Linked DNA regions of Sus scrofa: region 1 is linked to region 2. A link is a contact called in public Hi-C data. All regions are on one chromosome and are shown on one strand. Each heading gives the region's core, a stretch centred on a gene start, on an enhancer-like site or on the middle of the called end of the contact. The rest is flanking DNA. Distances are from core to core; before and after follow the strand shown. Region 1 holds the start of TMEM128 (transmembrane protein 128). Region 2 holds the start of ZBTB49 (zinc finger and BTB domain-containing protein 49).

Region 1 (5,156 bases), core at 1,036-3,535, 34 kb before region 2:
GGTTTTAAAGAAATCAACATAATAGGTCACAACAATGCATGCCAAAATCCAGAATCCAGAATGGATATTGAGTCTTGGAAGAGGTTTCTCCTTTTTCTCAACAGCTGAAGAGGTTTCTGCAAACAAGGGAGAGTTCAACTTATCAAGAAACCATTGACTTCATAGGAAAAATTAAATTAACCTAATCACTTCCCGGGGCTTTTTTTTTTTTTTTTTTTTTGCTTTTTAGGGCCACACTTGTGGCATATGGAAGTTCCCAGGCTAGGGGGCAAAACTGGAGCTACAGCTGCTGGCTATGCCACAGCCACAGCCACACAGGATGTGAGCTGCATCTGCAACCTACACCACAGCTCAAGGCAACGCCAGATCCCTAACCCACTGAGCAGGGCCAAGGATGGAACCCACATCCTCATGGATACTAGTCGGATTTGTTTCTGCTGAACCATGAACAACAGGAACTCCCCCTAGGGCTTTGTAAGAACTAGATTCTCTCCCATTATAGTACCAAGGTCTGTAAAAACATCAAAATCGGTTTTTATTTTTAGCAATAATTAATAGGAGTTTGATAAATATATGTTCACTACAGTCAACTTTTTTTTCCCCTTAAATGAATTTTGGAATCAAACTTATTTATATACTCTTTTGGGAAAAATAATGCTATCTTGGTAGTGTAGGGGACTTTATGTTATGTTTCATATAGAGCCTAGGAAAGTGACTAAAAATCCTGTTAATTAAGAAAAATGCAAGTGGCATATATTAGAACCCAAAATGGACTTGTGATTTTCCAAAAAATATTACTCACAACCACGTACTATAATTATTTTAAACAAGCACAACCTTTTGAGGCAGCTTAAAAGTAGAAACAGCACCCTGGAGGTGCAGTCCCCACAGAGTACTGTCTAAGCAGTGATGGACACGTCAAATTCTGTCCATTTGGGACCAGCTCTGAAACAACAGGTGGCTTGGGGTTGTGTCAAATGAGGCCTAACAAGTGCCCCAGGTATGTGACACACTCTCAGCTCCTGTGAGAACCCCTGGCATGCATCTGAGGTTTCTGGCCATTAGCGGATCACCAGAATTCCTGGGAAACTTATTCATAAAACAGATTCTCAGAGACACTATCAAAATGCATGAACCAGAATGCCGAGGCATGATGTTTTCCGTGTTTATCTTTTCAAGGTAATAAACATACAAGGTTTACAACATACAGGACAAAAAGATCTAAGATGAAATCTCTGCTATATTAACCCCAGTTCCCCAGCCCCCAAGCAACTCCCAGTATCAACTTCTACTGAATTCTTGCATATTCTATGCATCTACAGATGAACACACATCACATGTTACCAGGTTTGTACCCAAATGGGGGCATACCGTGCCTCGTTCTGCACCTTCCCTTGAAAAGTCAGCCACACTAGTATACAAAAGTCTACCTGCTATGTCATGCATGGAGACATTCAAGTGCATTTAAGTAGCTCCTCGCTGATGGTTAACCGGATGTTCCCAACTGTTTGCTATTACAAGTTATGCTAAGATGAAACACTTGGTACCCACATCCTCGTGTAGTGCTAAAGTACGTTTCTTTGATAGATTCTTAGAAATACAACCGGTGGGCATCTTTAAATTTTATTTTCATTTCAGGGCCGCACCTGCTGGCACATGGAAGTTCCCAGGCCAGGGGTCCTATAGGAGCTGCAAGTGCCGGCCTACACCACAGCCACGCCAGAGCCGAGCCACATCTGCGACCTACACATACAGCTTGCAGCGATTTTAACCCACTGAGCGAAGCCAGGGATCCAACCCGCATCCTCATGGATACTAGTCGGGTTCTTAACCCTCTGAGCCACAACGGGAACTCCAGGGGAATATTTTTTATTTTACTGGATATTGCCAAACAGGCATTAGGCCAGCTCTCCTGGGAATCCTGGAGCGCAGCTGACATTAAGATGCGCAGGGCTACATTAGCTCTAAAAATCTTCTATGACACTAAATACCCAACTTGCAAAACTACCTGGGCAGCCTTGAAAAAACGAAACCCAGTCCCTCCTGAGTAGGACTATGGAAGGCCCCCTGGGCCGGCCGTTTCCGGGGGCCTAGCTTTAGGGAACCACGGCGAGATTCGGAGCGCGCCCAAAGGAACGCCTTACCCGGCCTGGGGTAGTTGTCGCGATCCAGCGGAACCTCCGCGTCCGGGGGAAAGAGGTATCGCCGCCGGAGCTGCTCCCGAGCTCGTAAGGCGTCCATCTTGGCACCGCCCAGAAACTTGGCGGAAGTGGCGTCGAGCGCACCGGAACTTCCGGCGTGGGCTCCCCAGCACTTCCGGCGTCGGCTCCCCGGCGGGGGGGGGTTCCTTCCGTGAGGGGTGGAGCCTATGGTGTCTTCGCGGTTTTAGTGGATGAGAACGTGGGTTAGCGTTGGCCTCGCACTGCCGGTGCTCAAATCCACAAACACGATTTGAATTTGAATTTCAATATCTCGATCCTTTCTCTCCTAGACTTTTCTCATTTGTTCCCAACTACGGAGGCCCAGAAGGACCAAGCATAGCGATGCCGGAGAAAGCGCGCGGGCGGGGATACACCGCTCTGCGTGGCGCTTGGCTCCTTTTGCTGAGTCCACAACCCTCCCTAGCTCCTCTCTGTCCAGAGCATCTCAACCCCAGCGTCTTTTCTCCTCCCGCTCCTCCGGAATCGCCCAGCTAGACCTAGAAGGGTCGGAGGCAACCCAGGAAGGGGAAAGGTCTGCTGGGCCAAGCCCAGGAGTCTACAGGGGAGGCTGGGCCGGGCGAGAAAGAAACTTCTCTGGGCCTAACCCCTCTTCTGCACAATGGGGATCATACCTGCCTCATGGACTTGTTCTAGGGTTTAAATGTGAAGCACCTGTATGTGGTTAGTGTTCGTCCCCTTCTTCCGACTTGTGAGTAATTGCCTCCAGCCGGAAACATGGGAAGCTAAATTTACACTTTCCCATCACTGACACTCACAAACTGAAAAAGTAATTCACAAGTTTTCCTCCATCACTAATTTCATTTACTACTCTCCTGCATCCTTCTTATCGTGTCATGTGTTGAGAAATTTTGGCCTTAGCCATTCAAACGTTGGCGGAGCACCTACTACCTGCTAGGAGCTGTTAGGCACCTTGCTAGGCAGTGGAGGTGAGCTAAGACATGACACTGAACTTGAGGAACTCCGTGGCCAAAGATGACCACAGAGTCTCACTGCAGTATAGAGCAGTTGTTTATAAATGTACAGAAGCCTTTAGGTAATTCGGTCAACAAACATTTTCTCAGCAGCTGCACCTGCTAAAATGCTGAGGACTGAAAGGAAGTTAGAATCTAGTGAAGGAGATGATTTCCATCCAGTGCCATAAAGACATCTGTCTATGGGGTTATGGGAGCACCGGATAAAGGGCACCCCTTCATTCCGCTAGGGTGTACAGGGACCTGGGGGAAGGTTTGAGGTGGTTTAAATGCATGGATGGATGTCCAGAAAAGCCAGCCAGGAAGTAAAATTTGAATTAGTAGGCACTCTTTAATATCTTCTCTATGTAATGTCTGCAGAAGACATGTAATACATATTCAAGAAGAGAATGTCAAGTTTTTACGGGTTTATTTCTTTCATTTCTTCATCCTTTCTAGCAAACCCTTGGAGCAAAGGATTAACAGCTGGGTGGATCATATGGCCTTTCTACACAATACCTCCTTTTTGCTGTTCTGTTTTCTTCTTTTTCTTTTCAGACTCCTAAAGAACCAGAGTTCATCTCTTAAAGCCAACTGGGGTCTTTGCCACCCCCCCCCCTTTTCTCTTGTACAGGGTTAGAGGGTTAGAAGCCTTGTGAACAGGAAGTGAACTCCTCCTATCAAATACAGTCTTCTGTTGATTGTCTCCTTTCAGAAAGGTCAGTGCTGGGTCTCCCTTGTAACTGAATATCCCCAAGAGCACCGCAGCAATTCCAGGGTTTCCATGTGTAGTATGTTCGGGTCAGATCAATTTCCCCTTTGGTGGTTTCAGGGCCTTTGTATTTGGATCTGAACTCCTTTCAGGTTTTTTTCCCCTGGTATTTTAAATACACTACTTGCAGACTGTATTCATGATAGTTAAAAGCAAGTTGGAGAAAATCCCATATTTAATGACCACATCCTCATTGATGGGCCCATGAAATAAGTTCTTCAGTGCGTGTACCGTGTGTCTTGATGCTATAGATCTATGAGAGCCGATTGCGGCTGACCAAGAAATTTCATTTTCAGCGTGGATTGCTTGTGGAGGAAAATAAACTTGACTGTGACCTTTGCCGGCCTCCTCTTAGTAATGTGGTTAAGTTCAAGGTTTTTATAGATTATTGAACCCTGGCTCCATCCCTCTGGGTCCTTGGGCGAGTTATTTTGTTGTTTTAAGTGTCCATTTCGTCATCTGTGATAAAATGGGTACCAGAGTGAAGATAAATGTATGCTGATTCTTTTGCTTTGGCTTTTAGGCCATGCTCTTGACAAGTAGAAGCTCTCTGGCCACGGGGTAAACCCAAGCCACAGCAGTGACAATATCAAGTCCTTAGCCACTAGGCCACCAGGGAACTCCAAATGGATGCTGATTGTTCAGCCTAGTGCCTGACATATTCAAGCATGGTAGTTATTATTCACTGCTACTTAATTAGGTTTGCCAGGTCTTCTGGATCTGGCTCCTGCTTACTTCCCTCTGCTTGGGCTCCATTATTCTTCATTGCAATTTTTCGTTGGCTTGAGCTCTCCTATTTGATTGGGAGCTCAGCCATGTCTCAGTAGCTCCCCAGCGCCTTGCAAACACCAGGTGTGCAGCTGGGATTCCATTACGCAGATTTTCACTTTGACCCTTAGTCACAATTAACTCTGGTCTCTGGTGTGGGCAGACATGTGTCCACCTGACAGCTCTTCTGAGAAACCACCTTTTTTCCCTTTGGTAGTGGTCCTGCAGTGTTCTCAGAAGACTGATCCCGCTCTCAGGGAGGGCACATGACCTGTCAGTCCCCAGGACTTAGGCTGGGGCTGCTGGAAAGACCTCTCTAGGGTCAATGTGGGCTTGGGGCTGCTGCCATGGAGACACATGGAGAGATTTACCTAGAAAGGAAGTTCCAAGGGAGTTCCTGTTGTGGCTCAGCAGGTTAAGAACCCAACTAGTATCCATGAGGAT
Region 2 (5,453 bases), core at 425-2,924:
CACAGTGGTTAACGAATCCGACTAGGAATCATGAGGTTGCGGGTTCGGTCCCTGCCCCTGCTCAGTGGGTTAACCATCCGGCGTTGCCGTGAGCTGTGGTGTAGGTTGCAGACGTGGCTCGGATCCCGCGTTGCTGTGGCTCTGGTGTAGGCCGGTGGCTACAGCTCCGATTCAACCCCTAGCCTGGGAACCTCCATATGCCGCGGGAGCGGCCCAAGAAATAGCAACAACAACAACAACAAAAAAGACAAAAAGACAAAAAAAAAAAAAAAAAAAAAGGAACTATTCTTAAAACCTTCTTTCATATGCAGACCCAAGCCCCATGGCTACCATCACCACCAAAACAGCCCACCTAAGGGGCTAAGCTGTCAAGAGCCCCCAGTGAGCACCCTGACCTTGAGCTAGTCACTGTCCCCGCTGAACTTCAGTTCTCTCATCCCCCATCTGGTATTCCATTCTTGGAACAGCAAGGATGTGTTGGAAGGAAAGAAGAGACAAGTACAAAACATCCATCTTCACGCCTAAATCCCAGAACGAACGTGGGGTAACGAGGGTCTGGACTGCACTTAACACTCCCTTGCTCTTTGCAAAAACTCACGCATCTCCACTTCGCAGATGACCTAAATGAGGCTGTAAGAAATCAAGCCCTGTCTCTCTACCTACAAGTTCCAATCTCATACCCTCCCACACACTACATCACCAGCACTGATTTAAAGAGCCTTCCTTCACTGGGGTATAGTAACTCTGTGGAACCCTACCCGTTTCAAGCCCTAAGCTAGGCACTGGGGGACTGGAGACGATGGGCCAGGAAGTCCCTGGTGGGCCCTCTGTAAGAAAAGCAGCCTGGCAAATACCCACACCCCACCTCATTCCCCTAAGGTGTCCTCAGAGGCAGGCGCTGCAGAAAATCCTGGCATTTATTGGGCATCTACTATGTTCCAACCCCTGCTGTTTGTGCTCATGTAATCCTCACAAGTCCTGAGTTAGGTCTATACTACTTCCTTCCGACAGACCAGGTTCACTAACTTGCAGATGGTCACGCATCCAGTTAGTGGCAAATCTGGATTCCCATGCAGCGAACGGGCCCTAAGTCCGTGCCCTCAACCACTATGCCCTAAGGCCTCCTCCTCGGGGACTGGGCTCCCCAAGACTAAAAGAAGAAAAGCGCCTTCTCTCCAACAGGTGGCAAGCCTGCAGCCCAGTTCGGTGGGGATCAACCATCCTGGTTGGAACCCCCTCTGTGGATTCGCAGCATGAGAACCTTTCCATTTTAAAACCCAGAGGAACTGGCCATTCTAAGTCCAGGGCTCCTTTCATTTTCCCAGAATAAGAGAAAGATCTGAACGCATTTCCTCCTTCCATGCGTGCAAGCCAAGAGGGGCTCTTAACCGTGGAGACGCAGGCATCGGCCGCGGCTCACCCCCTGCCCCAACCTCTGAGCCCCAGCCTCCTAGGTCGGACTCTGGGACACCGCCCCTTACCTCTCAGCCAGCGCCCGCCAACGGTTTCAACCGGCCGCGGGGAGCACGTGGAATCGCCGCCGCCGCCCGCCCAGCAGAGCTGCCACCTCCCGCTCGAGCTTCCCCGCGCAGAATTCGCTTCTGAAACCTCCCGCGCTTGCGCGCCGCGGCCACACCCCCTTAGCGGAAGTGACGCCACCGGAAGCCGGAGGGCGGGGCCGGCGGCGGAGGGGGCGTTGTCGGGATGGTTCCGCTGCCGGCGTTGCCCCGCGAGCTGCGCTGAGGGCGGCGGCCGCAGGTGAAGAGGAGGCGGCGGGGCGGGCAGCGGCCTCCGAGGGTAAGGTGGGCGCCGGGTCGGGAGGCCGGCCTCGCGAGGGCTTGCAGGGCCGGCGCTGTGGGAGCGTTTCGGAGTCCGGCTGGGCGCCTCAGGGCCGGGCAGGGCAGGGACCCGCCGCCCCTCGCGCATCCTGGGGCAGCGCGAGAGTCAGTGCAGCTGCCGGGTCGCGCGGGAATTAGCCTGCGGCCGCGCCGTGCTCTAACTCAGAAACGCCAAGGCCGAGTCAGGGTCCTGGAGCGGGGCCCTACCCCCCTTGCAGCTCCCTCGGCCTGGAAGCCCCACCCGCGTTCCCACCCGGCCTCCTCCCGCTCGTTGCTCCCGGCCGCCGGGGCTGCGCCCGCGGGAAGCTGCGGGTCCCTTCCCGACCGACTCCCGGCTCCTTCCATCGCAGTGCACTTGAGAGTAGTGCTGAGACTACGGAGCGCCCGGCCGGGTCTCACTGCCATGCGACTTCTCTGTGCCGCGGTCCCGCGTCTCTAAAACAGGTGTAGTAAGAGTACCTCCTTCGTGCGGTTCTTGTAGGATTTCATGAGTTGGTGAACCTAAAGCACTCAGTAGAGCGCCTGCCGCTTCATCGCTTGGCTGCTCTTCTTAGCCCTGGAGACAGGCCCGGCGCACAGCAGTGGTTGCCCAAGTTGTGAGCTGCTTAAATGATGAATGAAAGTTGAACGGGGTGTAAACAGGGAATCGTGAGAAGCATTAGCCCTAAGGAGGGTGTCGCTCTGGAGGTGCGCAGTGTTGGGCCTGGAACGGAGGGTGTAAGAATGTATGCGAGGGCCACCATCACAAAATACCATAGCCTGGCCGGAGGGTGGGGTGGGCGGGGGCGGGGGGAGCTTGAACAAAATGCATTTATTTTCGCACACTGTGGGAACTAGAAGTCCAAGAGCAAGGTGTCAGCAGGTTTGGTTCCTTCTGAGGGTGCCTCTTGTTGGCCCCTGGATGCCCGCTTTCTGGCTGCATTCTTACGTGGTCCCTTCTACCTATATGCCCATCCTTGGTTTCTTGGTGGCTGCGTCCAGATTTCTTCTTCTTTTTTTTTTTTTTTGTCTTTTTGCCATTTCTTGGGCCGCTCCCGCGGCATATGGAGGTTCCCAGGCTAGGGGTCCAATTAGAGTGTAGCCGCCAGCCTATGCCAGAGCCACAGCAAGGCCACCCGGAGTGACTGACTGACTGGTTGGGGAGCTGCCCTGCAACCTACACCACAGCTCATGGCAACGCCAGATCCTTAACCTCATTGAGCAAGGCCAGGGATCAAACCCACAACCTCATGGTTCCTAGTCGGATTCGTTAACCACTGAGCCACGACGGGAACTCCCTGGATTTCTTCTTATGAGAATATCAGTCAGATTGGCTAAGGGTCCACCCCCAACTCCCATTTTAACTTAATCTCCTCCTTAAAGCCGCATCTCCAAACGCAGTCACGCTGAGGTACTGGGGGTTAACTTTGTCGTATGGATTTGGGGGGAACACAGTTTGGTCCATAAAAGAAAGAATTTGCCAGAATGGGCAAAGAAGGAAATCTTCTCCAACAGCAGTGACAGAATGGTGAAGGGGTTTAAAAGCTGGGTGCTTGGGGTGGATTTATGTGCAGGGCACCTGTGTCCTGCATCGTTATTTGTGCTCTCCAGCATCTTTTTTTTTTTTTCATTTGCTCCCCTTGAAAAATCAGAGTGAGCTCTCTTTGCTCTTTCCCTGGCAAACTTAACTTTCAGGTTTCAGCATAGATGTCTCTTCTCCAAGAAACTTTTCTTCTGATCCTTGTCCCCCAGATTAATTTGTGCCTCCCCCATTTAATATCTCCAGGACAGTGCTATTCTTGTTTCTTCCACTGAACTGACACTTGATGTAGATGGAGGATGACCACATCTGAGCTGTTCACCATCGTGCCTCAGTGCCTGGCATGGCGTGGACACTGTAAAGTTAAGTGAATGATGCAGACCCTGAGACACGGCCTGTGGAGGGCAAGGAACCTTCCATCCTAAGACCACAGTGTCTTGCACATAGTAGCCACACTTTTAACTGTATTGGTCCGCATAGCATCGTAGAGTCATCATAAAGTCAAGACAGGAGTCCAGGCTCGTTTGCAGGTAGCCAGTGCTTTTGTCATCAGGGATAGGTTGGCGGGGGTGGGGGGGGGCAGGGATTAAGTCATTTGAAAAACATCATGGCCAGAGAGGAAGGTGGGACCCCTCTAAGGCAAGCACAGTGCTGAGGTGTGTGATCTGTGGACCCTCGGAGAAGTAATCTTTCAACAGCCTCACTGGACAGACTTCTGTAATTCTTCCCTTTGGTGTTTGGCCAGTTAGTAAATTGGCCCACAGAACAGAAAGCCTTTTGCTCTAGGAGACCTCTCTACAGAATAAAATTCCATTTTGGCTCTTGTTCCTTTTAGAAGCACATCTTTATTTACATCTGTTTAAGCTTTTTTCTTTGTTTTTGTTTTTTAGGGCTACACCCGCAGCATATGGAGGTTTCCAGGCTAGGGATCTAACTGGAGCTATAGGCGCCGGCCTACGCCACAGCCACAGCCACGCCAGATCCGAGCCATGTCTGTGACCTACACCACAGCTCATGGCAACACCAGATCCTTAACCCACTGAAGAAGGCCAGGGATTGAACCCGCAACTTCATGGTTCCTAGTCGGATTTGTTTCTGCTGTGCCACGATGGAAACTCCTAAGCTTTTTCTTGTATTTTCCTTTTTCTCTTTTCCCATATTTCCATTCCTTTCGATGCCATCATTCAGTCCATCTTTCCAGCATCCCATTCTTGGTATAAGACTTGTAGCATTTAGCACAGGAAGATACCTTAAAGATGATCTAACCCAATGGGGGGCCCCCTCCATTTTCACGGATGAGAAAACCTAGGCCCAGAGTCTCCATCCATCCGTAAGCCCTGTATTTAGCACCTACTGTGGCCAAGGCACTGTTCTAGATACCAAAGATACACTGGTCCACAAGACAGAAGATTTTCATTCCTTGTCACAAAGTGAGTTAGCTGCAAAGACAGAGCCCCGTGCTCTTGTATCACAGCATAACACCCGTGTGGCACGCCTTCATCCTCGCGTGTGCCGTGCTCTACGTTGCTGCCTATCTCTGGCGTCACCTGGATAATCAGGCACAGGTGAGAGACTGAAGAGGCCCCTGACTTGATCCAAGGGAGGCCTCTGAGCCGTTGCTTGTGATGCAGGGAGGTGCTTAAGCCTGGGGGCTTTGGAGTCAAATTCCCTGGATTTAAATCCCAGTGCTGCCCCTTGTTGATGACCTGTTTCTTTTTAGCTGTTTCTGTCCTCTGTAGCTCTGGCCAGGTTATCTACTGCTGTTGTCAAACAATTCCAAAACGTGGTGCATTAAAAACTGATTTATTTAAATCACAGTTTCTTGGGTCAGGAATTCAGGCAGGGCTCCGCTGGGCAGTTCCTCAGTTCCACGTGGTGTGGACTGGCAGTGTGTTCAGCTGGAGGTGGGGCTGGTCTGGAGCATTCAGTGTGACTTTGCTCCTGTCTCTGGGACTGGGAAGGGGTGGCTGGAAGGCTGGGCTCGGCTGAGCCCTTCTTCTGCCCCCTGTGTTCTCTCCAGCTGAGCATCTTACTGCCCTCCTGCCGACTCAGGCCTTCTAGAGCCAGTGTTGAAAAAGTAGAAGATGGAAGCTGTC

The links. A called contact is a pair of places that touch in the nucleus more often than the background predicts.
Region 1: a Hi-C map of mesenteric adipose tissue shows a contact between it and region 2, with 1.9 times the contacts expected there. The contact joins the promoter of TMEM128 here to the promoter of ZBTB49 in region 2. A contact is called at or near these places in 1 of 5 promoter capture datasets (liver) and 4 of 47 Hi-C or Micro-C datasets (heart right ventricle, liver, mesenteric adipose tissue and 1 more).

The regions. Positions count from the first base shown.
Region 1 is chr8:6,112,121-6,117,276 of Sscrofa11.1, reverse strand. TMEM128 (transmembrane protein 128) reads right to left here and starts at 2,285. Exons shown (of 5, transcript XM_003128854.4): 1 at 2,145-2,285; 2 at 1-116. The coding sequence starts at 2,241.
Region 2 is chr8:6,077,525-6,082,977 of Sscrofa11.1, reverse strand. It overlaps ZBTB49 (zinc finger and BTB domain-containing protein 49), which reads left to right and starts at 1,674. Exons shown (of 8, transcript XM_003128851.6): 1 at 1,674-1,797. It overlaps LYAR (cell growth-regulating nucleolar protein), which reads right to left and starts at 1,646. Exons shown (of 9, transcript XM_003128852.4): 1 at 1,482-1,646.